Regions from separate parts of the Mus musculus genome. Here regions 1, 2, 3, 4, 6 and 7 are each linked to region 5. The links are chromatin contacts, called in public Hi-C, HiChIP or PLAC-seq, Micro-C, capture Hi-C and promoter capture Hi-C maps. All regions are on one chromosome and are shown on one strand. Each heading gives the region's core, a stretch centred on a gene start, on an enhancer-like site or on the middle of the called end of the contact. The rest is flanking DNA. Distances are from core to core; before and after follow the strand shown.

The links. Promoter capture Hi-C pulls out the DNA fragments that hold promoters and counts their contacts. Hi-C and Micro-C count contacts between places; a contact is called where the count stands out from the background. HiChIP or PLAC-seq counts read pairs in DNA pulled down with a chosen protein or histone mark. Capture Hi-C pulls out chosen DNA fragments and counts their contacts.
Region 1: a contact with region 5 is called in a Hi-C map of uterus. The contact joins the enhancer-like site here to the promoter of Stx16 in region 5. A contact is called at or near these places in 2 of 39 promoter capture datasets (cranial neural crest and embryonic stem cells), 2 of 484 Hi-C or Micro-C datasets (both in uterus) and 7 of 115 datasets of contacts at active chromatin or transcription factors (T-cell acute lymphoblastic leukemia, astrocytes, bone marrow-derived macrophages and 4 more).
Region 2: a Hi-C map of uterus shows a contact between it and region 5. The contact joins the enhancer-like site here to the promoter of Stx16 in region 5. A contact is called at or near these places in 2 of 39 promoter capture datasets (embryonic stem cells and neural stem cells), 2 of 484 Hi-C or Micro-C datasets (gonadal supporting cells and uterus) and 9 of 115 datasets of contacts at active chromatin or transcription factors (astrocytes, embryonic forebrain, embryonic stem cells and 4 more).
Region 3: an H3K4me3 HiChIP or PLAC-seq map of craniofacial prominence shows a contact between it and region 5, with 3 times the contacts expected there. The contact joins the enhancer-like site here to the promoter of Stx16 in region 5. A contact is called at or near these places in 6 of 39 promoter capture datasets (the C10 cell line, cranial neural crest, embryonic stem cells and 3 more), 3 of 484 Hi-C or Micro-C datasets (the C10 cell line, the HPC-7 cell line and gonadal supporting cells) and 8 of 115 datasets of contacts at active chromatin or transcription factors (astrocytes, craniofacial prominence, embryonic forebrain and 5 more).
Region 4: a contact with region 5 is called in a promoter capture Hi-C map of 3T3-L1-derived adipocytes, with 4 times the contacts expected there. The contact joins the promoter of Pmepa1 here to the promoter of Stx16 in region 5. A contact is called at or near these places in 10 of 39 promoter capture datasets (the 3T3-L1 cell line, 3T3-L1-derived adipocytes, cranial neural crest and 5 more), 2 of 484 Hi-C or Micro-C datasets (B cells and embryonic stem cells) and 2 of 115 datasets of contacts at active chromatin or transcription factors (memory CD8 T cells and pancreatic cancer cells).
Region 6: a contact with region 5 is called in a capture Hi-C map of macrophages, with 3 times the contacts expected there. The contact joins the promoter of Zbp1 here to the promoter of Stx16 in region 5. A contact is called at or near these places in 6 of 39 promoter capture datasets (the HPC-7 cell line, cranial neural crest, frontonasal cranial neural crest and 3 more), 7 of 115 datasets of contacts at active chromatin or transcription factors (astrocytes, bone marrow-derived macrophages, effector CD8 T cells and 4 more) and 2 of 9 other capture datasets (liver and macrophages).
Region 7: a Micro-C map of palatal mesenchyme shows a contact between it and region 5, with 5 times the contacts expected there. The contact joins the enhancer-like site here to the promoter of Stx16 in region 5. A contact is called at or near these places in 6 of 39 promoter capture datasets (the C10 cell line, cranial neural crest, embryonic stem cells and 2 more), 12 of 484 Hi-C or Micro-C datasets (the G1E-ER4 cell line, the HPC-7 cell line, cerebellum and 8 more) and 10 of 115 datasets of contacts at active chromatin or transcription factors (astrocytes, bone marrow-derived macrophages, craniofacial prominence and 5 more).

The regions. Positions count from the first base shown.
Region 1 is chr2:173,172,484-173,175,933 of GRCm38.p6, reverse strand. No RefSeq gene overlaps it. Among named protein-coding and RNA genes, the nearest start is that of Pck1, 21 kb to the right of the region's middle. Within about 2 kb of position 2,008, at least 188 of the 459 cell types and tissues checked have an H3K27ac peak or open chromatin away from gene starts, as enhancers often do. A contact at or near this core is called in T-cell acute lymphoblastic leukemia, astrocytes, embryonic forebrain and 1 more, where this site is marked.
Region 2 is chr2:174,898,956-174,902,428 of GRCm38.p6, reverse strand. No RefSeq gene overlaps it. Among named protein-coding and RNA genes, the nearest start is that of Gm40017, 18 kb to the left of the region's middle. Within about 2 kb of position 1,603, at least 21 of the 459 cell types and tissues checked have an H3K27ac peak or open chromatin away from gene starts, as enhancers often do. A contact at or near this core is called in uterus, where this site is marked.
Region 3 is chr2:174,882,812-174,885,911 of GRCm38.p6, reverse strand. All of the region lies in intron 2 of Gm30537 (a long non-coding RNA gene), which reads right to left. Among named protein-coding and RNA genes, the nearest start is that of Gm30537, 4.0 kb to the right of the region's middle. Within about 2 kb of position 1,456, at least 19 of the 459 cell types and tissues checked have an H3K27ac peak or open chromatin away from gene starts, as enhancers often do. A contact at or near this core is called in craniofacial prominence, where this site is marked.
Region 4 is chr2:173,274,959-173,278,369 of GRCm38.p6, reverse strand. It overlaps Pmepa1 (prostate transmembrane protein, androgen induced 1), which reads left to right and starts at 1,837. Exons shown (of 4, transcript NM_022995.3): 1 at 1,837-2,282. The coding sequence starts at 2,186.
Region 5 is chr2:174,075,259-174,078,408 of GRCm38.p6, reverse strand. Stx16 (syntaxin 16) reads right to left here and starts at 1,358. Exons shown (of 9, transcript NM_172675.4): 1 at 1,220-1,358. The coding sequence starts at 1,351.
Region 6 is chr2:173,217,392-173,220,911 of GRCm38.p6, reverse strand. It overlaps Zbp1 (Z-DNA binding protein 1), which reads left to right and starts at 1,990. Exons shown (of 8, transcript NM_021394.2): 1 at 1,990-2,170. The coding sequence starts at 2,137.
Region 7 is chr2:174,847,651-174,851,221 of GRCm38.p6, reverse strand. All of the region lies in intron 1 of LOC115489499 (a long non-coding RNA gene), which reads left to right. Among named protein-coding and RNA genes, the nearest start is that of Gm14616, 6.5 kb to the left of the region's middle. Within about 2 kb of position 2,096, at least 23 of the 459 cell types and tissues checked have an H3K27ac peak or open chromatin away from gene starts, as enhancers often do. A contact at or near this core is called in the HPC-7 cell line, muscle stem cells and palatal mesenchyme, where this site is marked.

The DNA of each region.
Region 1 (3,450 bases), core at 759-3,258, 900 kb after region 5:
ATCTTTAACTCCAGTTCTAGAGGATATGGCGCCCTCTTCTGGCTGCCCCATGTACTGCACACACATGGTGCATAAACATACATGTAGGTAATGTGCCCCATGCACATACAAATAAACAAAGCTTCTTTAAAAATTCAGACTAATTACAGCAGTAGCCCCACTTCCTCAGTACCAACTTCTGTCCTGTCCCATTTCCGTTGGTGTGATAAAACGCTCTGACAAAAACCAACTTAGAGGGTAAAGAGCTTTACTTCAGTTTACAAATTCAGTTTGCAGTTCATCACTGTGGGGAAGTCAAGGCAGGAACTTAGAGCAGCTCAGCACACCACACCCATCATTAGGAGCAGGAGAAATGACTTTATGCTTCCTCTCTTGCTTGTTCTCTGCTAGATTTCTCCATTGTCACAAAGCTCAGGACACCAGCCTAGGGGATGGTGCCACCCACAGTGGGATGTGTTTTCCTGCATCAGTTAGCAATCAAGGCAATTCCCCTACATACATTCTCAACCTTATCTAGATAATCTTTTATGAAGACTTCCCAGGTTGTGCCAAGTTGATGGCTAAAACTAACCATCCTAAGTAGCTTAAACCAAATAATCTATTTCACCTCTGAATAATAAAATCCCAGAGGAAGGAAGCTCAGACTCTGCAAGACACCTAAAAATCACTAAAGACCAGATCCCCTCTCCCTTAAGCTCCTCTATACTTAATACAATATTTCTACTTCATAATCCAATGTTGCTGCTGGTGCTCCAGCCATCAAGTCCCCTTCCCAGGTGCCAGGAAAGAGAAGTAGATGTGGAAGAAATTTTTCTGGAAAATAACACACATGACTCCTCCACTTTTGCCTTGCTGGTCACCACTTGGGCACAAGTTCATGTGCTTAGAAGTTAAAGAGTAAGGATTCTACCCCCCCCCCCAAAAGATATGGGCCTGATACATAGTGTGGGCAGCTGGCATCTCTGCCTGCTGCTTGCTGACTGACCAGGACCAGTTTGGAAGTCTTTGGTTCATCAGTGCAGAGGCAGGGGCTGGGTAGGTTCTTCTTCAATAGACAAGAATGCAGTCTGGGTCAGGCCAAGCAAGGCCTGTGGAGAACTCAGAAGGGATGAAGGAACATGGATCATGAAGGTGACCAGCCCAGGCCAGGGGAAGGGGGCTCAGAGGAAGGGACACTTGAGAGGACAGGAGGAGAAGATCCTCCCAGGGACCAGGGAGGGGGAAGCTCACAGTCCCTAGCTCAGTAGGGTGCTCTGAGCCTCCAGGTTCCCACCTATGACCAAGGAGCATTGACTGCACTGTAAGATGTTCTGCAGGTTGCAGATCTAGCTCGCAGGTGGGGCCTCCATAAACAAAACATACAGCCCGGAGACTCTCCCCTCCTTCATACACCCCAACTGAGAGAGACTCCAACGGAGCCTAGGTCTGGGGGCATTTTGGGATTGTCACAGCTGCGGGGGGGAGGGGGAGGCGGCTGTGAATGCCTTATCTTAGAGAACAAACCACCACATCTAACAGAGCCAGAATCTCCAAAGCCTGCCCACACAGCTATGGGGGCGGCGTAGACTCTCCTCGCTCCTCCCACTGGGTCTCAGAACCATCTTTGTCTCCTCCCACTGTATCCTAGGACCCTTCCCTACCCTCCCACTGTATCTCAGGACCCTCCTGTCCCCTCCCAGGAACCTCCTCTCTCCTCCCACTGTATCTCAGGACCCTCCTGTCCCCTCCCAGGAACCTCCTCTCCCCTCCCACTATGCCCCAGGACCCTCCTTGCTCCCTCCCATTCTTTCTAAGAACCCTCCTCTTCCCTCCTACTGTGGCTCAGGAGCCTCCTTGTCCCCTCCTATGGTATCTTAAGACCCTCTTTGTCCCCTCCCACTGGGTGTCAGGACCCTGCTGGTCTCCTCAGAGACCCTGAGCCCATTCCTTGGCTTTGTCTCCGGAATCTAGCTATCTTCTCCTTCACAAACACCCACAGTGACTCAGGCTTTTTGTGAAGTTCGACAAACTAAACTTCTGTGTCCTTATTCAGTGCCAAGCACGTAGCGGCCATCCTCCCCCGAATCCATTACCAGTTAAAGCACAGCTATTATTTTTACAGCCGTGCTCAGAAATGGCTTGCAATCTCTAATTTGCTAAATTGATGTGTATATTGACTAAATAAATATTCGGCACGAAGCCCGCGTCCCCTCCACACTTATTAATCCTCGGGAAATGGAAACACAAGACACGAAATGAGCTTCTGCTCGGAGCTGCAGACAGGAATACATTATGTTGTTTTCCTGAGTGTTCAGGGACTCGCATCGCTGCAGCAGAGACCAGCCAATCAGCAAGCTCCAAGTTTTCCATGACGCACTTGTCTGCCCAGGACGTGCCCAGGTTGCTAAGGCTCTTCTGAAGTTTAGAACAAGAAACTTTTACCTCTTGAGGGGGGGGGGGTGAGGGGGAAACAGCTTTAGAGGGGGTGTTTAGGGGGTTTATGCCTTCAGTGTTTGCAAGAGAAATCAGAACGACTGTCAGGGCCCACAAGAGTCTCTGGCAACAGCCTCTACCCTTCCATGGAGATATTAGCTTCCTTGGCTTGGGGGAGAGAAGGCAGCCCCGTGGGGAAGGGGCCCTGACCTTGGTTGCTAAGCCCCTAGGTTGACAGCTGGTTGCCATGGTGATGCTCATTTGATTCTTTCCTCACTGGGGCAAGGCCCACTGTGAGCTACCACTCTAAGCTGGCTTGTGCCATGGTTTGCAAGGAGCCCAGCGTTGGGAAAGAAGCACTACAAACAGGGAAGTGAGTGGGCCCAGCACTTCCCTTTTGCTCAGCTGGAAGAATGCAGTTCCTCAGGTGTGAACATTGCATCTCACATCCCCTTGACCCAGAGCAGAAGCTTCCTCCCTGGGCAGACTCTGGGCCACTCCAAAGGGGGCATAGGTCCACAGTCTTCCTCTGAGACAGGCCTCTTCCCTGTCCCCAGCTGTGCCCTGGAGCAAGTGCCATACTTTGTTGAGTCTGTTTCTTGATGGCCATGCTTGAGAGTCATGAAGGGATTGCCATGGCAATGCTCCCAGCACCTGACCCATGTAGGTTGGCTGCCACCAAAGTCAAGGGGCAGACATCTGCATTCAGATGAAGTCCAGGCAATAGGAATAGCCAGTGCAAAGGCCCTGAGGACAGCAGCCTAAGATGACAACAGAGAGGCAGACAGTGCTGGTCACACAGTCCTTTGGCTGGTGGGAAGAGGGATTGCACCCCAATGTAGTGACAGGCACAGGAAGCTTGGAGAGGGTCTGTCTGAGTCTCAGCCTTCATAGTCTCAGGCCCCACTGCAGCCCTGTGGAGCTCATTCTGATCAGCTTGGGGGCTCAGGAGGCTGTATGAGTTCTGCAGAGTACGCAATTCTCCCTCAAGATACCATCTGACCACAAGCCATTAAAACAGCCAGCACCTGCAATTGG
Region 2 (3,473 bases), core at 354-2,853, 820 kb before region 5:
TAAGATGCTGGATGTGAGCAGATGTTTCATAGACATATGACGGCCCACTGGCTGGCCATGCGCGGCCAGAGGTGAGCCCGCCCACAGGGCTGCAGCTCAGTCAGAGCCTTGGTTTAGAACCGTATTCTTCCACTTCCAGTGTTTTGCCTTAGTTTTTGAATCTGCAACATGGGCACTATACTGCCTCTTCCTTGCATGAAGTCGAGGAAGGATGGCACACCACTCCCCAGCCACAAGCAGTCTGGGTACCAGATTTTAGGCCAAGAGTGCTTGGGGCGTTGCTGAGCGAGGAAAGGGAGAGGCAGAACCGCCCGCAGTTACTCCTGTTGCTGCTGCGCTGCCTTTCGGGTTCTGCGTGGTGTAACAGAGCGTGACTCACCCCTGTTTTCATTCACGAGTTCAGGCACCCACTTTAAATAGACTTCACTTGGGATCTACCCTGGGATAATTACTTAATGTGCCATCTAATCGGAGATCTAATTAACGCAGGCGTTCTCTGACAGCCATCACGGAGCGCAGAAAGCAGGTAGGCGCAAGGCTGTCACCTGGATCCTTGAGGAGGTGTCTGAGGCCTGGGAGCAACCCCGGAGCAGCAGAGAAAGGCTACAGAGCACTAGCACCCTCACCCTGTGACTTTCGAGGCGACACAGGAACAAGGGGTACAGGCTCTGGAGGCCTGACCCCTGCTGCTGACCCGGAAGGGCAGTGTTTAGTGCTTGCATTGCTATGGTGGGGTGGGACCGCGATGGCGGGCCAGTGCCTTCTCTGAGGAATGGCAGTGTGGAGAGGGAAATGCTGTGGGGTCCAATGAATAATGCTTAGGTCACATCAGAGGAAGTGTGCTGGAAGTAGATCCCGGCAGTGGGCTTGTTGACGCTGCACTAGTCTGAGCATCGATTCTGCACTCAACTAACTCTCACACGACCACTGCACCTCCTATGAGCCCCAGAATTCCAATGTCCATTCCAGTGACCTCTCCAGTGACAAAGGGCTCTCTGGAAAGCCCTGCTGGCCTCAGGATGAGACAGTTAGCTGCTGTTTTCAGTTATTCAACCTCGACTCCTCAGGAACCAGTGAAGAACCAAATTCCAGGAGAGCCCAACGTGTTGGAGTTGTCCAAAACAAACATCACCCAAACGTCCAAGGAGATGAGGTAACAACGCTAAGGTCCAGCCGCAGCCCCCGGAAGTGCAGGTGGCCACTGAGCACAAAACTAAGTTTACAGATATGTCAGTAACCTCACTTTGCAGGAAGGGATTCCTCAGATCAAAGTCCAAGAGGAGGTCAGGGGTCAACCTCCATTGTGACACTTCTAAACCCCACCATCCAAAATTCCCAAGGAGTGGCAGCTGGGGCCAGAAATGGAGGGACCAGAACCACAAAACACAAACAAGGGTCCTTTGGCTGCGTTGACGTCTTCAAACAGCCCTGCTCAAGGTATGGTCACTCACTATATTATACTTAATATAATATTATTTATAGGGCCAGTCACTTTATTATATTTAATATTACTTGTATTAGATTTATATTAGGTTCAGGAGCTCTGAAGACCCAGAGAATATTCCAGAGGTAATGCTTCTGTCTGGCCCCAGAGGGTGCTATTGCCTCACAAATGAAATACCTTCCCTTTGCAGAGCCTAGAAGTTTCCATGCACAGAGAATCTTCCAGAGTTCTTTGGCTGGTCCCCCTTTTCTGCAGAGGAAGTCTTTTCAAACCCTGTGGCTGGAGCAAAGAGCAGGACCTGTCAGAGCTGGGACACTGTTTGTTGATTGTCACTGTGTGTCCAGTCTGTTGCAATGTGTCAGAGAGTATTACCACGTATCAAAGCCTGGCCCTCTGCTCTATGGGCTACATACCTTTCCTCTTACATACTCTACTGTGTGGTGTGGACATTCTGTCCCTATGCTGTAGGGCCTTATAGAAACTGGACACTTGCATGAGGTCCCAGTGTCCCCAAAAGGACCTGGGACTGCATGATAGTACCCTTGCGTCATTTGGGGACTTTGTGATCCTAAATTTCAGCGGATCCCTCTGGTGTTCAGGAGAACACATGTCTGTAAGGCATTTCCGGTTCCTTCTGGCCCTGCTGCAGGGCCCTCGGGCCTCCAGGCTCCCTTGGAGGTGTCTGGCAGCCAGCAAGTCCTTGGGAAAGGTCCTGCTCAACAATGAGCTCTGGCCAGATGTTCTGGGGTTTTGAGCCATATTTTTTATGACCCAAGAAGGACCCTTTCCATCATTTTTAAGGAAGGGAAGAACTCAATGAGTGGGAAAACTGGGTTTAGGGTGTCTGTTTTATACTGTAATGTGCAGAGGAGGCCAAGGTTGGGGTCTCTTTATAGCTTCAGCTGAGCCAGCAATGTTGAAGGCCATAAGTCAGGCAGGGGATACAGGGTTGAAGAGAAGTGTTTTCTTCTCACAGTTATTTATGCACAAGAGGGAGAAGGAAGAGGAGGAGGAGAAGAAGAGGGAGACCTAGGATAGGAGATGGACAAGGCAGCCATGAGCACCACCCTCCTTTGCTTGCCTTATGCCAGATCACACACCGGGTTAATGATCTGGACCCAGCCTTCACTGGGAAAAGGAGGAGAGCAGTAACAAAAGATGTTGGACATGCTCCTCTGGCCTACGCGCACACACACACACACACACACACACACACACACACGTGCACACACACACATATACACACACATATACACAGAGACACACACACATGCACACACAGACACACACACACACACACATACCACACACACACACTCAAAACATACAAAAATAGGAAGTTAAAAAAAAGAGCATCATTAGGCAAAATGTGCTAACTGAACGAACACCAACTGAAATGAACTGGGCATGCTGGGATCTTAGGGGGCAGAGCATGGCCCCCCAGGATAAAGGTTTTCTAAATCACCTAGTGTCTAACCAGTCATTCTCTCTTAACATGAACCATGTCTGGTCTTCAAGAAGCTCACGACCAGCATCCCAGGGCTTGAGAAGACAAAAATGGCAGCTGAGAGCTTTTCAACATGGTAGGCATTCCAAGCTTCCAGTGGGCTTTGTCCAGCATGCTCTAATGAGGCAAAGACAGCCCTGCAGCTGTTAACTAACCCACAGAAGCTTTTCTTGGTGGCTCCTCTTGCAGCTGCTGAGAAAGGGTCAGAGAAGGGAGGGCGCACAGGAAGTCCCTATCCGTCCCCACTGGCAGTGGCTCCAATGAGCATATGCCTCCCACAGACCCCATCAAGGGCTGCCTGGGACTTCATGTGATGAATTGGTTCTCTCCGGGTGAGCTTCCTCCTGCTTTTCAGGGGCAGGAAGGTCTGTCAAACATTGTTGAGCATCGTGGTTTGAATCAAAATGACTTCCAATAGGCTTGTATGGAGTAGCAATATTTGGGGGTGTGGTCTTGTTGGAGTAGGTGTGACCTTGTTGGAGGAAGTGTGTCACAGGCTTTGAAGTTTCAAAAGCTCAAGCC
Region 3 (3,100 bases), core at 207-2,706, 810 kb before region 5:
AGAGAGAGAGAGAGAGAGAGAGAGAGAGAGAGAGAGAGAGGCAGGAACTTGAAGCAACTAATGTCACAGCCGTAGTCAAGAGCAGAGAGAGAGAGTTAATACATATCTATTTCTGTTTGACTCACTTTCTCTCACTCTTACACACTTATCAATCCTCTTCCTAGGGAATGGAGGCACCCACTGTGTGTGCATCTCCCCACCACAATTAATACAAGGCAAGTGTCCAGACATGTCCACAAGTAACTTGGTCTAGACGACTCCTCATTGAGGTCCCTTCTTAGGTAACTCTACATTGTGCCAAGTTGAGCAAACCAACCATTACATGTAGGAGTCATTTTCTTCCTTCTAGCAGGAAGCAAATGAATTACCGGTTACTTCTAGGCAGAGACTAGGAGATCCTCTCTGGGCCTTATGTATCTCTGCTGGTGTCCTACCATTGCCCCTGAGCTCTGAAAAGATGAAAGCCTTCATTTGTTCATCTAGGACGAACTCAAATAGCTCCAGATAGTCCCCAGCCAGGGCCTCGCAGGATGGATGAGTTAGCTGGGCATGTGTAATGATCAGGATCAGATTTTTAAAAGCACTCTTGTTCTGCTCAAAGAGTTGGTTCCAATTTCTGAATCTCTTACTCCTGGGTAGATAAACAACTTCATTCCAGAGGCCCCTGCTTCCCTTGGACATAGGTACTAGTCATCTTTCCTAACCAGGCCCAGCCTGAAGCTGCCCTCTGTCCTGGGGTTAGCTTTGTCTAAGTTTCACAGGACTGTCTTCACTGTAAGTTTCTTTCCACTTTGGGAGCTCTAAAGTAAGTGTCCCATCTTTGCTCTCTGGGAAGACATTTTTGTGGTTTCTGAAATCTGGATCCAATACGTTGGATAAACTATGGCTCCAGGGGCCTCTCCTTCTCTCTGTCTGTAACTGGCGCTTTCATTCCAAAGCAGCATGGGCTGCAGGCTGGCCTGACTTCTTCAGCCCAGGTCTTGCTTTTCCAGCATGTATCTGTAGGCAGAACTTAAAAACCACAGTCTGATGTGGAAAAGGTTCGGTAATGGGGTCTCCTGCTCTCTCTCCCTAATGTTTTTCTGCCCTGTTGTTTTCAAGTCTACTGTTTGAAAGGAGCAGGGTGGGCATTTTATCTCCCCTTCCTTCCCTGCAGACCTCCCTTGAAATCGATGTATTCCAACCCAGGCTGGTTGACAGGCAATAGGAAAGGCTGAGGAGAAGCTCTGCTGGGATGGCTCTGCTGGAGCGAGCTACTGACGAAAGGGGTCCACAAAGAAAATGCACAGCCGACTGCGCATGGCGCACAAACATTTACCTTCTCAGACGCCGGAACTAACGGCAGAAAAATCATCTGGAACAGGAAGGCAATTAAAAGCCCATTCCAGAATGGAGAGGCAGAGGCTCTGCCCTGCTCTACCCTTGAAGATGATGAAGAATAATGTACCTCCCTGTCAAGGCTGTGTGTGGATCAGAGCTTCGAGAGAGGCGGAGGGAGGGGCTCTCCATAGAAACTATGTAAATGGCTTGGTGCATATGGCTTCAAATACGTCGGAGGTGAGCAAAGGAAAGAATAATTCAGAGCCCTTCGCTGGTAACCTTTTCAGTAAGAGCCCTCTCTTCCCTTTTATGTGCTCTCCCGTGCTTGTATTTAAGAAGGGAATTAATTCACTTTAACGTTCCTTGACTTGTAAATCTGGCTTGAAGGTTAGGCAAGGGAATGAGTCCCTGGGGCTTTCACCAAACCATGATTAAAGTTGGAGGGAAGATGGATCGGCTGTGTTTGTGTTCATACCGCAGAAGGTCCCTTGAAAGGCAAAGGCAATCGCCCCTCTGGTTTTCCTCTCATGTCCTGGGTTCCCAGGAGTGACGTGTCATCCCCACCAGACACACACACACATACCTGCACGTGGACAGCAACAGTGGGCAAATAATTCCCACTTGTAAATATGCTTCTGTGTTCCAGAAAGAGTACCCCAGACCAGAACTTGGAAGTAAATATAAATTTTTCCCTGTTTAAAAATAAATTACGTATTTTAAAAACTCCTTAGTAGCTTAACGTCATGGAGTCTGCTGGTGTCCTGCTGCAGGCAAGCAGCACAAAGCCTGTAAGATAGGGCTGTGAAGAAGAGGGGGGAGGGAGAGAGGAAGGGAGGATGAGTGGGAAGAGGAAGGGAGATGGAAGGAGGAAGGGAAAGGAAGGGGGAGGCAGGAAATCAAGAAAAGAAGAAAGGAAGGAGCAAAAGGGGCTTCGATACTTTTGAAAGGAAGCCATGTCTGGTTTTGAGTGACCAGCTCAGAAGAACAACACAGAGTAGGTCATATTTGTCTGTCTGTTTGCTGAAATCCGTTTTCTCCTTTGTACCGAGTGAGACGGAAATCGTGTCCCCTCTCCATTCTTGCTGCCACATGCCAAGGAACACTGACCATGAATGACAGCGTGTGTGTGTGTGTGTGTGTGTGTGTGTGTGTGTGTCCCAGGAGTCTACACTGGGTTTTCTTTGCTGATGAGCAGACAGGGAGGAAACAGCCTGCCGTCCTTCCCCAGTTTGGTAGGGATGCTCCACGAGCACACATGGGTCCCTTGCTTGGTAGGGACACAGTTCATTGTCATCTTGCCTTCCTTGTCTCATTCGCCATCCTGTTCTGGTGTTTCTTGGTATGATCTTCCTAGTAAGGAACTTGTATGTGATCCCCAGGGTCAATCTCGGTTCTGGGCAGAGCTCCTCATGAGAGACAAGATGGCAGCCAAAGGACCTGTCAGTTCTGCTCAGCCCACCAAGCAACTAAAACAGTCTATTTCCATGACAGCTGGGCCACGTTCTCCCAGACTGGACTCGTCTTCGTGCTTCTGCCCTGTGACTTGGGGATGTGCCCTCTGCCCATGGTTGAGAGCATAACAAATATGTCTGCCACGAAAGACAAATGTGGTAAGGGCTTGGAAACACAGAAGGGAAGGTATTCTACACCCTGAGATATGGAAAAGAGCTAGGCAGAGAGATACGGGGACCTGGGAAAAAGCAGAGGAAGTCATCCCCTGGAAGTCTCAAAGGAACACAAGGATGGGAACAGAGAAGGATGCTGGGTTAAGAGGATGGTG
Region 4 (3,411 bases), core at 588-3,087, 800 kb after region 5:
TGTTTTTGTAAATCTCCCCCACCTTTTGATTTTGCAAAGCATCCCGCCAACCCCTTCCCAGAACTGAACAGTCCTGATGCAGCTGAGCCTTCCTTTCCTTTGCCAAGATCCATTTAAAACTAGCCAATCTTGAAAGACTGTGAGGCTGGGGCCCCGCACTCGTGGGGAAGAGACACAGTTGCCACCTGCGTTAGAACAAGAACAAATGAATCCCCTGCCCTGTCCTGGCTTTAAGACTGAGCTTATAGCTGGAGCAATGGCTCAACCCTTAACAGTACTTTACTGTTCTTCCAGAGGACCTGGGTTCAGTTTCCAGCACCCTCACGGTGGCTCACAACCATCTGTAACTCCAGTTCCCAGAGGATCGATCAATGGCCTTCTGGCCTTTGACATAAAGGACACACACGTCGCATAGACACGCACAGGCAAAGCATTCATACATATATAAAAAAATAAATATTAAAAACAAAAAGCAAGATTGAGCTGCTATTTCAAACAAATGGACTAAGCACCTTGGAACCTCCCTCTGGGAGGACACTGGGCTCCGCGGTGGCTCCTCCAGGAAGGTCACGGAAGGTTAGGCAGAGGAACCCACTTCCTGGGCTGCTCTGAAAACTATTCTCTCAGCTTCACCTATTCACCAGTCTATTAAAAATAAATAACAAAAACCTGTGAAAGCTTTCCCCTTCTTTAATGACAAGGGACACAGCCCCTTAAAGTCCTTGGATCCCTCGTGGGCAGGGACAGGTACTCCATCAGGCTGTGCAGAACTTAGGCTCCGTCTTCCTGAGCCTTCACCGCTGTGCTTAGCTGAACCGAACACTTTCTCTGGCTGTAAAATGAAGCCAAATAATAATTTGTCTCCCCAAGTTGCTATGGGAGACATTACTATCTGGTGTGCTTCTGGCACACAGTAGGCACGCCAGGCGACTGAAAGTTTAGGAATGGGTCAAGGAGGCGTACTTCATATTTGAGGCTGGCTTTGCGCTAGGGATGGGAGGCCTCTTATGTAACAGTTTAATATCTTTGAAGCCAGAGCACGGGTTCCCATAGCTCTCCAGTAATTAATTAAAACTTAATGAACAAAAAGCACCCTCCCTTGACCCCCTTTTACACTCTGAGCCACACAACCCAGTCGGTGGCCCTTGGGGCGGCAGATAGAGGGTGAGGGTGTGTAACTGCTTGGGTGTCCCATAATAGTAACACACACACACACACACACACACACACACACTCTCACCCCCAGTCCCGGGCACTAATTTACAAGGCAAGGACCAGGGGGCGCTTCTCGGGGCGTGTCTACAGAAATTCCAGTCTATCCAAAAGGCCCAGTTAAAGAGCCGCGCGGGGTTGGGGGTTGCGGAGGGGCTCAGACTAATTCTCAGTCTCCTGAGAAATACAGCTATGGATGGGTCTTTACTCCAGACCCTCCATGCTCTGATCTCCATGCATTAAACTCTTCCAAGGCGCCCCAGAAACCTTATAGTCTTCGGGTGCCCCCAAAAGCCTGGGTGGAGGGCCCCAGGGGCAGGAGTTGGAGAGGAGAACACCTTAACTTTTCGTCTTGATTCTTGTTCTGTGTTGTGACCGCCGCAGGCACGGGGGCTCCCGCGGACCGGGCCTGCGGAGTCTCGAGGGCGCTGGGTCTACGCAGCGCCGGCGACCGGTCTACATGGACGCTAGGCTCGGGCCCTTTAAGAGCCCGCCCCGCGAGCGACGGGCCCGCCCCCCGGGCCGAGGAGGGTGCGGGGGCCGTCGGCGGGGATTGGCGCAGCGCGCGCCCCCTCCGCGGCCCCCGCGCGGTGGGAACCGGCAGCCCCGTCTAGCGCTGACGTCAGACCGTCTGCCTGCCTCCGACCGCGGGCGCGCGGCGCAACCCGATCTCCTTGGACTTGAATGAGGAGCGGGCGGCGGCGCTCAGCTGCGGATCGGCCGGCGCGCAGGCTGAGCCCGGCGGCCCCGTGCCCCGGCCGCCCGCCCGTGCCCCGCACGCCGCCCGCGGCCACGGCCCGCCGCCCCGGGGCTCCCGCTCGGCGGCCGGGGGACCCAGCTCGCCTCGGGGACCTCGGCGGCGCCCCGAGCCCGCGCCGCGCTGCTCGCTGTATGCGGGGCCCGAGCCCCGCGCGCCGGCCGGAGCCGCCCCCGCGCCCCGCGCCTCGCGCCCCGCGCCGCCCGTGACCGCTTGATGGGGGTCAACGGCACCGCCGCCGCCGCCGCCGGGCAGCCCAATGTCTCCTGCGCGTGCAACTGCCAGCGCTCTTTGTTCCCCAGCATGGAGATCAGTGAGTGTGCCCTGTTCCCCCCGGGACAGCCCCGTGGGATCCCCGGCCCGGGACATCGGGATCGCGTGGGGACTCGGGGGCCGCGCGCCTGCCTCGCCCAGGCTCCCCGGTTGCGCTCGCCGCGCCCGGGGCGCGCCCTCCCGGAGGCTCGCGGCAGCTGGCGGCCGGCCCGGCTTTGTCCCGCGGCGCTGCGAGCCTGGCACGGTCCCCGCCGCGCGCGCCCCGCCCGGCCCGACTCGGACCCGGGGCTCGGCGGGGACGTCGCGCCTCTTGGGAGGGCCAGGGGAGCCGGGTCGGGGAAGTTTCCATTCCGTTTTCCCTAGGGGCCGCGGCGATGGAGCAATTAGGCTCTTTATCAACTTTGGGCGGGGGAGCGGGCGGGGGAGACACTGTCTGGCCCGGGAGGTGTCTGGGGCTCCTGGCGTGTGTCTGGAGTGGCCATGGCGATGCGTCCCGGGTTTCCGTGCGTATGTAGAGTGCGCTAGTCTGTCTGTCTGAGTCTCCGCGCGTCTTTTGGTGTCTGTGGTTCAGAGTCGCGGTCTGTGCCGGCCGAGTGCGTGTCCGAGTGTTCCTGCATCTCAGTGTGACTGATTTGCTGTGTGCTCGTGGCGGGGGTTGGGGATATGATCTGGATCCAGCCAGATTTAAGGACCGTTTGTGTTCAGGTGTCTGAATCCAGGGCTCAGCGCTGGCGCGTCTAGCCCACCGCGGATCCCCAGTGTGTGTCATTGTGAATGTCTGTCCCGGACTCCTATAAATAGCCTCTGTCTGGACTGCTTGGCTCACTCTGGCTGGGACGGTGGTTACAAATGAGTCAAAGTTTTGGGGCTGTTTGTGTTGAGACCTCCTTGGAGGTGGTAGACTCAGGGTGGTGAGTGCCCCGTTTGAACCCCATCCTGCACCTCCAGAAGTTGAGATCAGCGAACATCTACTTCCTTGTGTGGCCCACCCAGGTGGCTGTTGGGTTGGGTGGAGAATTGAAACCTCATTCCCTACCATCTGCCTCTAATCTGCGCTCCTCCCCTAACCCACATTTTTGGGGAGGAGGGGGTACCTTTTGCCTTTCTGTTTAGTTTCTCTATCTTACCCCAAAGCACTTAGGGCAAAAGGGTACACAGCCTCCCCCTAA
Region 5 (3,150 bases), core at 109-2,608:
AGCTTAGTTTTTCATTAGCACTTCCATAAATGATAAAAGGAAAAAATTAAAAGGCAACTGTTTAAAAGGCGGGAAAGCTGCAGCGTTTCACGAACTATGTTTCAAATGCAGCCCCTAAGGTCGTGGGGTGACCGTGCATTCCCCCATGTTTCAAGGCTGCTTCCATTCAAACCTTCCCTTTTCAATTAAAGGTATTATTACAAAGCTAACAATATTCATCTGGCTGCACCATTCAGACCCGCCCCCTATCTGAGAGAGCAGGAAACTGAGGCTCTGGAAGCCAAAGCCTCCATCAAAAACAAACCAAATACAGCAATCATACTGGAACATTGCTTTGAAAAAGAACAACAACAATAACAAAACCCTACACTGCTAGGCGAAGTGAAGTTCTGGTCAATAAAATCAAAAGCCATGTGCTATTTTGGGGGATTAATTTTCACATCCGCATCATGTTGGTTCCTTTTTTTGTTTTGTTTTGTTTTTTTAAAAAAAAGTTCGAATGGAGAAGCTTAATTTCCTGTGTGGGAAATGGAAAATGAAGCGCCTAGCACCTTGCAATCTCACCAACATGAGTCCTCGGAGGGGGGAGGGCGGGGGGGGGGGGCAGCAAAGCAATTACTCCTAGTGTACATGGCCACACCGAGAACTAGGGCCATTGGAAGAAAAATAGTGGGAAAGAAAATGAGCTGAGCTGAGCAGACCACACACACACACACACACACACACACACACACACACACTCCTTCCTGGGGGGGGGGGGTCTGCAAGGATTTGAGTCAGCTAACCACCCACCTGGCCCACAGAACCAAAGTGAGGCCATTGCAGGGGGGGGGGGGGGGAGTGCCAAACAGAACAGAACAAAACAAAAAGAAGGTTGGAGAAAGGCCTAGGTTCCAAGTCCTCGTGTTAAAACATATGTAAATCGAGGCTGCCCGACGGATGGTGGGGGAGGAGGACCAGGAGGCCCAGGAAGTGAGAAGGCAGGGCAGGGGTTGATACTGTGGTCCCCATTGGGGGTTGCAAGTGCCCCATAAGCCATGGCCGTGCTCCACTTCCTTCTGTATCACACTCCTAGTCGTCGTCGCCTTGTTATTGTTGTTGTTCTTTTTTTCTTTTTTTTTTTTCTTTTTAGACAGAGAGACAGACAAGAGACAGACAGACAGGCAGAGCCGCAGTGCACACGGTGTGTGTGTCTGGAGAGGCCGCCAGGAAGACTCACCGCAGCAATGCTACGTGAATGCAGAGGGCTGGAGGTGGTGTGACTACTCACTTGCTCGGCTAACAGCTGCCGGGTTTGGATGGAATTATTCCGCAACAACAAGAAAGCGTCGGTTAAACGCCTGGTGGCCATTGTCTCCCCCTTTGTGACCCCCCCTCTCAGGGTCTCCCACCCCCCCTTGTAGTCCTGATTTGTTCACTTTCTCTCTTGGTCTGGCCTAGCTGATTCCACTCTTGCACAGAAATCTCTCTTGACAAAGCCTTAGGCTTTTCACGGCGCGATTTTGCAATCCGCCTAAGCGCGGAGACCCCTCCCCAAATAACCACCTCGCCTTTTCCAACTGCCTGACTCCCCCTACCCCAAGGCTGGCTCGGATCTCAAAGCACTCGAATCCCCCCAATCCTAGCGTCGAAATCAAACGTCCTGGAGACCCCTCCCCAATCCCAGCTCGGATCCACAAGCGCCTGACGCGCCAATCCGGCTCGGGGATGGGAGAGACCCCTACCCACTCACTTCCTAAGACCTCCCCAAAGGTGCTGGCGCCCTAACCCTAACTCAGAGCGCCTGCGTGCCCGGCATGTGGCTCTAACTCCGAGTTTGGGTTAACTCTCCTCACAAAAGGCCTGCTCCAAACAGGCCGAGCCCACAACGACAAAGGAGCGTCTACAGCTCCCATATAGTCGCCTGAGCCTACTGAGGCTCAGCCCGACCTGACCCCTCTCTTTCCTGTGCGGCCTGCTTCTCCACTGCCAGGAGGCTGCGGGCCTCCACGAGGACCTCACGGCCTGCCTCCCCCAGCCTCCTCACTCCTCTTCACCGGCACCCTCCATCCCGGGATCAGGCTGCAACCCTGCCCAAGGCCGCTTCCGTGCAGTGGTCCCGGGCTCTAGCATTCCCCCGGCCCTCTTCCTGTCCGTTCCTCGCGGGTGCCCCCCTGCGACATTCATGAGATTGCTTGCAACGTTCCGGGAGCGGGAGCTCCCTTATTGCCCTGCCCCGGGATGGGAGTGCTCCGCCCTCTCTGGGACAGTTCCCGGGGCGCCTTCTTCCCCTTTTCCTAAGAGTGTACAGACTCTGGGGCAGGCGTCCTGGCCCCAAAAAACGGCTTCAAAACCTTGGCCCTGGAGCCGAAGACCACCACTGGGGTCCAGGCAATTGTAAACTTCTAGTAGGATTGTCAGGCAGGCAGAAATGTGGAAACGTGGCTCTTGCAGAGCCTAGTCCTGCGCGGGGGCGGAGGAAAAGTGGAAGAAGTCTGCCTCTGCAGGCCAGGCACGCTCCACTGCAGGCGCCTGGCGCTGCTGAGATGGCCTTACCTTTTTATTTTTTTATTTTTTTTCTTTAAACTGTGAGAAAAAAAAAAGTATCCGAAAAACAACCAGGCCAGGGAAAAAAGAAAAAAATAATAATAAAAAAAGCTTGGGCGCTAGGCCTTGCTGGCCTTACTGTGGGCAATAAAGAGTGGTCAGGCATCTACACTTGGGCACTACAATGTTGTGCCCAAGTGGGAAAGGTTCCTAAACTTAGAGACAACCCCTCAGCCCCACTCCCCCAAAAAGTACTTTGTGTTGAGGTTATGCCCACGTTTCCTCGAGCTGGGGTTTCTGGTCGCCTCCCAGTCTCTGGAACCATGCATCCCACTCGTTGCTACCCTGGCTTGGGGGGTGGGGGCGTCTCCCAGGGCCCCCCAGGGCTGCAGCTGCCGCACTCAGTGAACAGCAGCTCCGGAGGCTGGGGTCACCGGCAAGCCTGGATGACAGACCAATATCTGCAGAGCGACTTTATGGGGTGTCTTGCCCTCAATCTTGCTCTCAGCTTTGGGATCAGATTGGGAACAGTTTGGCCTGACTTGAGGGTCCCCTGCCTCTCCCGGGTGCCAGGAGGCAGGCGTGGGAGCCGCGCGTAGGGTCAGGCTCTTGAGCCCCGGGTGC
Region 6 (3,520 bases), core at 741-3,240, 860 kb after region 5:
ATTCTCTCAATGGAGACTCCCTCAGGTAGCTCTGTATTCAGTAGACAACTGAAGCTACTCCCCCCTCCCCCCTCCCCTCCCCGCTCCCCGTCCCTTACTCCTTCTTCTAAGAAGGACTGCACACAAGATAGGTAAAATTCCAGCAACCATTCTAAAACTTAAGGCAAACCCATATATAGGCTACAAATGGCAGAACAACAGGATAAAAAAGAACCTGGGTTGACCGACAACACCAAGTCTGGGGTGTCTGCCAACTGTTGCAAACAAGAGCAGCAACAATAACAACAACAAAAAGGCACATCTGTGCCATCTAATCGACGGTAGGACCAATGTTGGCAATTAGTTTGGAATTTTTTCTTTTCTTTCTTTTAAAAAAGATTTCCTTTTCAATTTTTTTAAAAAGAATTTATTTATTGGAGCTGGAGAGATAGCTTAGTGGTTAAGAGCACTGACTACTCTTCCAGAGGTCCTGAGTTCAATTCCCAGCAACCACATGGTGGCTCACAACCATCTGTAAGGGAATCTGATGCCCTCTTCTGGTATACACGGTACATGCAGATAGAGCACTCATATACATGAAATAAATAAATAAATCTTTTGTTTTTTAACATTTCTTTATTATGTGTAGAGTACTCTGGAGGAGTCAAGTGGCATTTTCACAGGGGCTACCTAAGACCATTAGAAAGCACAGATCTTTACATTATGTTTCATAACAATAGCAAAATTATGGTTACAAAGTGTTGATGAAAATCATTTCTATGGTGGGGATCACAACGACGTGCAGAGTTAGGATGGTTGAGAGTCACTGACCTAGGAGGCTCTGACTCCTTCCAGGCAGGTCAGCTAATGTAAGGAAGGGAAGGGAAGGGAAGGGAAGGGAAGGGAAGGGAAGGGAAGGGAAGGGAAGGGAAGGGAAGGGAAGAGGAAAATGCTGAAGAAAGGAGTGAGGAGGGCATGTCCTGAAGCCCTGCTAAGTCTGGAGCCACCTTGGTTAGGGACCAAGCAAGACCCCCTGGGCAAGAGGCGGTTGGTGAGCATGCGCCACCTAGTGGTCAGTTTTCAAATGGCGCCTCTAGGGAACCTGGGCAGTGTCCCTCAATGGGGCCAGCTGAGAGTTCATTTAAAAGCGACTTTATTTATTTTGGGTGGCAACAGGCAGTGCGGTTTCTGTTTTCCTTGGCTGGCTCTGCAGGCACTGTTTTTCCTCCCTGGAAGTCATAAAAAAATCACTTGGAAATGTTAATATTTTCCCATGCACAGGCCCATCCTAAGCTGTGTAGACCTGGCCTGGTCTTGGTCCCTTGGTGACCCTTTCAGGTTCTGTAAGGTGAAGCTGACTGGGGACCTGCCACCTCCTGCTTGCTTGGCAGACATCCTCCAGGCACATCACCTCCTTCTAGTCTCCAACGACTGCTGCTGTCTTGCCCTGTGCACCAGTGACCTGCACACCAGACAGGTACAGAGGTCCCAAGATCATGGCCTCTGCACTCACCCCACCTCCACCCTGTAGCCGGGACCCAGATTCTGGGATTATTGTGAGCTGAGTGGTGGACACAAGGCCATCTCTGTGAGCCCCGATCCCCTCTTACGTAATATGGAACAGAGAAGTGTCTGAGCTGTTCACGGGTCACTGAGAATTTATGAAAGTGAGAAAAGGGGCTCTTTTTCTAGAAGGTATGTGAGTAGATGGTACTACACCTGCCTGTGGGCATGTGGGGGAGGCACAGTAGGTGCCTTTTCCTAGATCTATCTTCCTCCTCACAGGGCTTTCACAGAGTTCTCTTCAGATAGAGCTCTCCCGGTGGGAGACCAGTCTCCACCCCAGAGGCCAAGACTCCTCTCTTCTCTGTCACACAGTCATCCAACTCCAGCTTGCTCACCCACCCCGATTTCAATTTCGATTTCGACACCCTTTCTTTCCGAGAACCACACCAAAGTTTCATTTTCTCTTTCTTTGAAAAGCTGGAGGGCGGGGAGGGGATGGAGCCAGATGGGTATTTGTTTCCGGGATGGTAACAGCTGGTGCCTGCAGGTCCAAGCAGCCATTCTTGCCTGTGGATTCAGAGCCCCAGGCCTGACCACAGTGCCAGAAACTGCCACCCCCTGCCCTAAAGGAGCCCCAAGGCTGCTGTGAGCATGGCAGAAGCTCCTGTTGACTTGAGCACAGGAGGTAAGCTAAACCTCTTCCTTCACCTCGCGTGGGTCCCAGCTGATGTTTCTAAGGCTCCTAGCTCTTTCCTTGGCCCAGACAGCAACAGGATTCTGAGGTCACCACAGGGAAGTCAGCTTGCTTCAAGGATCCTGTGCCCCAGATCCTTCATGTCACCTTACCTCATTGATGAGGTCACCAAGGCCTGTGACAGCCCTCGGGCTCCGAACTGTCATTTCAAGAGAGGACTTTGCTTTGATAAGGAGATGTGACTTTGATTTTACATTCAAGCTCTTCTCCTGCCCTATTTGAACCCTTGCTGAGACTACATACCCTGTCTAGGGGCTTCTGGGCTATGGGAGGCTGCGGGGTGCAGGGCTGTGTGAGGCTGCCATGCTGTGGGCAGGATTTAGTTCACTGCTTTTCTTCTTCATCTTTTGAAAAGCACTTCATTTTTGTTTTTTGTTTGTTTGCTTTTGTTTGGTTTGGTTTTTTCGAGACAGGGTTTTTCTGTGTAGCCCTGGCTGTCTTGGAACTCACTCTGTAGACTAGACTGGCCTCGAACTCAGAAATCCGCCTGCCTCTGCCTTCCAAGAGCTGGGATTAAAGGCGTGCGCCACCACGCCCAGCTGAAAATCATTTCTTATTTCAACATACTAGAAGTGGTTGCTCAAAAGCTATCAGGGAGGAGCCAAGCAAAGACCAGAACTAAGGTCACCTGGTTCCCATGGTTTCCTTTCACTGCTAACCTTTCCAGCCTGTCACCTGCAGCCTTCTGCTTTCCAAAGTCCCACTTTCAGACCCTGCAACCAGTCCTTCAAGTTCACCCTTTGGAGAAGGCTTGGCCTGCCTTGTGTGTCCCTAGGGGCCAGTGGGAGAAAGGAATGAAGGAGAGGCCACTACAGGGCACACTCCCCAGCAAAGGTTTTACAAGGCAAGGCAAAGCCAAGTCAGGAATAGATGCTCAGTGCTATAATCCTTCCCCCAACACCCTCCTCCTCCTCCACCCCCACCCCCAGCCCCACCCTGGGGTGGGGCTGTGGCTGAAGCAGGAGGATTGCTATGAGTTCCAGGCTAGCCTGAGCTAGACTTTGTCACAAGAGGAAAGAAAGAAAGGTAGAGGCAGACTCATGGATAAGCAGACAGACGTGCTGGAAGGGACATGAGGTGGAACTTGGGGATCCTCAGGGTTAGACACGGAGGAGGAGGCTGGGTAGCTAGCAGGGGTGGAGGGCTCTGGGAGGAAGCCTTCTGGAGTTGGCAGGCAGGCATCTGGAAGATGACATTGAGGCTGGGTTAAAGAGCTGAGCTGGGTTTTCAGGACTCCTGCTGTATCAGGCAAGGGAGGAGAGACCCATTTTTCTTATCTGC
Region 7 (3,571 bases), core at 847-3,346, 770 kb before region 5:
TACGTTTTCTTATGTGCAGGGAGAGACAAACCAACACATTTCACGTATCTTTGTGCATACATAAAGTGCTGGAGCCGAGGACGAGTGTGTACGTGTGTTTTTCCAAGTTGGTGTGTGTTTCTTGGCTGCAGTAGAGGAAATGTTCCCAAGAGGACATTTTCTGTCTAGATAGACACACGCGCGTGCACGCGCACACACACACACACAATGCATTCTTCGTCACTTTCTCCGGAAGTGTGCAATTAAAGAGAGGGCAGGGGGTCGATAGAGACCTGAGTGGTGTGTGTGTGTGTGTGTGTGTGTGTGTGTGTGTGTGTGTGTGACAAGAGAGACAACGGAGAAACAGAACGGTGAACATTTTTTTCCCCTCATTTAGAAAACATTACCTTTCTGGTTTCTTGTTTGTTTTTTGTTTATTTTTTCAGCTAGTGGGAGACAGATTCGGAATGATATGTTTTGGTTAAAAACACACATGAGCACATATACCAGATTTGTGTGCTCACAGCTCATGTGTGTTATTTGGGGAAAGGGGAGGTATTTTGTCCCAGTGATGAAAGCTTTAGAGGGAGATTTTTCTGAGGTAGGTTAAAAAAAAAAAGACAACAACCACAAAATCTGTTCTGCCTGGGAAGACACTGTGTGTCTGTGTGCTGGGAATTACAAAGTACAGTTCTTCTAGTGGGGTCTACACAACAATGAGGGCACAGACTGACTCCCCAGGTGCAGACATGTGTGTGAATAGGTTGAGGCCGTGTGTACTGCATCTGCCTGGGCTCTGTGCAGATTTTCCTATACGGACAAGAGTGCTTGTTTTTCTGCCTGCAGGAAGAGGGGGTCTGACACATGGCGGTGTGGGTACGCGCTCCCTGGTGCACACTCCTCAACTGTGGAGGGGGGTGTGGGAAAACAGGCTTTCTTTTTTCTCAAGGGGAGGGGCGGTCTGTTCTGCATGGTGATTTTTAAAAAGTGAATTTCTGAGTGAAAATGGGAATTTTTGTTTTGGGGCCTGAGATGAATATCTTTTAAATCTCTGCAAGCCGAGATACAAGACACAATCTCTGTTTGTTCTCCAGGTGGCACAATCAGAGATCGATTACATGTCTGCCTTGTGTGTGCTCACATGTATGTTGGGTATTTTTCCTTTCTTGAAAAATAATGTATTTTCTATATTCAGGGAGTAAGCTCAGCATAGAGTTTTTTGTTTTTTTTTTTGTTTTTTTTTTTTTTTTTTAAATCACAACCACAAGCTCAGGCACAATTCTCCCTCCCTTCCCTGTCATTTGTGTATGTGAGTGTGTGTGTGTGTGTGTGTGTGTGTGTGTGTGTGTGAGAGAGAGAGAGAGAGAGAGAGAGAGAGAGAGAGAGAGAGAGATTTTTGCCCCATGGCCAACCTCCAGAGAGGGGCTTTTATGAAAGACAAAGGGAAATATTTTTGCATGGAGACACACATTCTTCCGTGATGCAAAACCCTGAGCCCCATCACCCCGCTACCCCTGCCTGTCTCACAAGAAGCTTTACTTCCTTGAGTGTGTGAGAGACAGAGAGATGAAGACACAGAGAGACCTAGAGACAGTAAAGATTTTCTGCCTAGGAAAAAAACGGTGTTTGGTTTGCAAACGAGCAAGACCACCAAGGAACAATCCTCCACCTGCATGCACACACACACACACACACACACACACACACACACACGCGCGCGCGCGCACACACACAGTTGCCAGGTGTGGGAAGGGAGGGAGGTGGGGACTGCCTCTGGAAAGCCCTGCTCTGTGTGAGGGTGGCCTGCTTCTCCCAGCAAGGAAGGGCTCCAGCCAAAGCCGTTCAGGAGGGAGAGGTCGTTTCTGCAAACACTCCCAGAGATTCTTAGGAGCTGAGAATTAAAAGAGGCTCCATTTTTAATTGGCCACACTTGGTGGGCAGGGGGACATTTCTCTCTGAGCGTTTGTGAATGTGCATGGTGCATATCTGTGAGCACAGGGGGGGAAGGTGGGGGGAGACACACACAAGCATGCTGTTCTTGCTGTAAGCCTGGCAGGCTGACGGCCTCCGTGTGTGCCAGTGGTTTATTCTGCCTCACGACAGAGGGCTTCAGACATGTTCAGACTGTGGGGCCATTTTCTGCCTGGATAGATCCAGCAACTCCAGAGACAGATGTTGGCTGTTAAGTGTGCTGGGTTAGAGAGATAGATAGTTTGTGAGTGTGGGTGGTTTTCACCCTGGAAAAACACGTCTCATGCGTGTGAGAGGACAGAGACAAATGGATAGTTTCTGCTTGTGTCCATGAGCAAAACACACACACACACACACAGAGTCTCTTGACATACATACACACACACACACACACACACTCACACAGTCTCTTGACATACATACACACACACATACACACATACACACACACACACACACAGTCTCTTGACATACATACACACACACTGCCATGAGGGGCGGTGGGGTAGGGGGTGATCAGGCTTTTCTCTGGTGTGGGGAGAATGTTGACAGGACCTCAACAGACGTCCCTGAGAGACAGGTTGCTTTTCAGTTGCAAACATAAAATTTTCCATGAGCTGAGATGTGGCCTTTTGGGCAATGAAGCCGAGAGACTTGGGCATGCTCATGAGTGTGTCTGCTCATCTGTCATCTGACCTGACTCAAGTGTCCTGTCGAAGACAGGAAGAACTGTCATCTTGAACACACATACACATGCACACACACTCTCACATTCACACACCACACACACAAATACACACATACATACACTCTCACATACACACATACACACCACACTCACACACACACACACACACACACACACACACACACACTAATTTTCTATAACAGAGAAGCACTTCCAGGGCTTGATAGGGGGCTCACAGGGGGTGGAGGGCCATTAAGTAATATTCCTGCCTCTCTGCTATGACCGTGTGTGTGTGTGTGTGTGTGTGTGTGTGTGTGTGTATTTACTTTATTTTTTTCACCTTGGCTGAACAGTAATGGGATATCAGGAAGGCAGACTCAAGCATACCCTTTCCCCCTAAACACTTACAACACACATCTTCTGAGTGTGGGGGCGAGTGGCCTATGTCCTGACTCCGGACACAGGAAAGACCTGTGGCTTTACAGACTGAGGCTCCTGTCTGTACCTGGGTAAAGAGGAAGCCTCTTTCTGAGTGTACGTGCTGGCTTGTGTTTTTGAGACCAACTCTTCTGAGGACTGAAGTACATATAGTTTTCCTGTGCTCTGGAGACACAAACAACTCGGGTCAGAGGGTCTCTAGCCCGGCACAGCTGAGTGAGATGGTGCTGGGTCACCCTCCGAGGAGAGAGGACGGAGACCAAAGCCAGCCCCGTCGCTAAGGGGACCCAAAACAACAACTGATTTCAGGGGTCTATCCTGCAGAGCAGTGGCTCTCAACCTTGCTAATGCTGCCACCCTTTAACGCAGTTCCTCCTGTTGTGGTGATTGCCAACCATAAGATTATTTTTGTTGCTACTTCGTAACTGTGATTTTTACTACTGTTATGAATTGTAGTGTAAATCTATGATATGTTGTGACCCACGAATTGAAAAC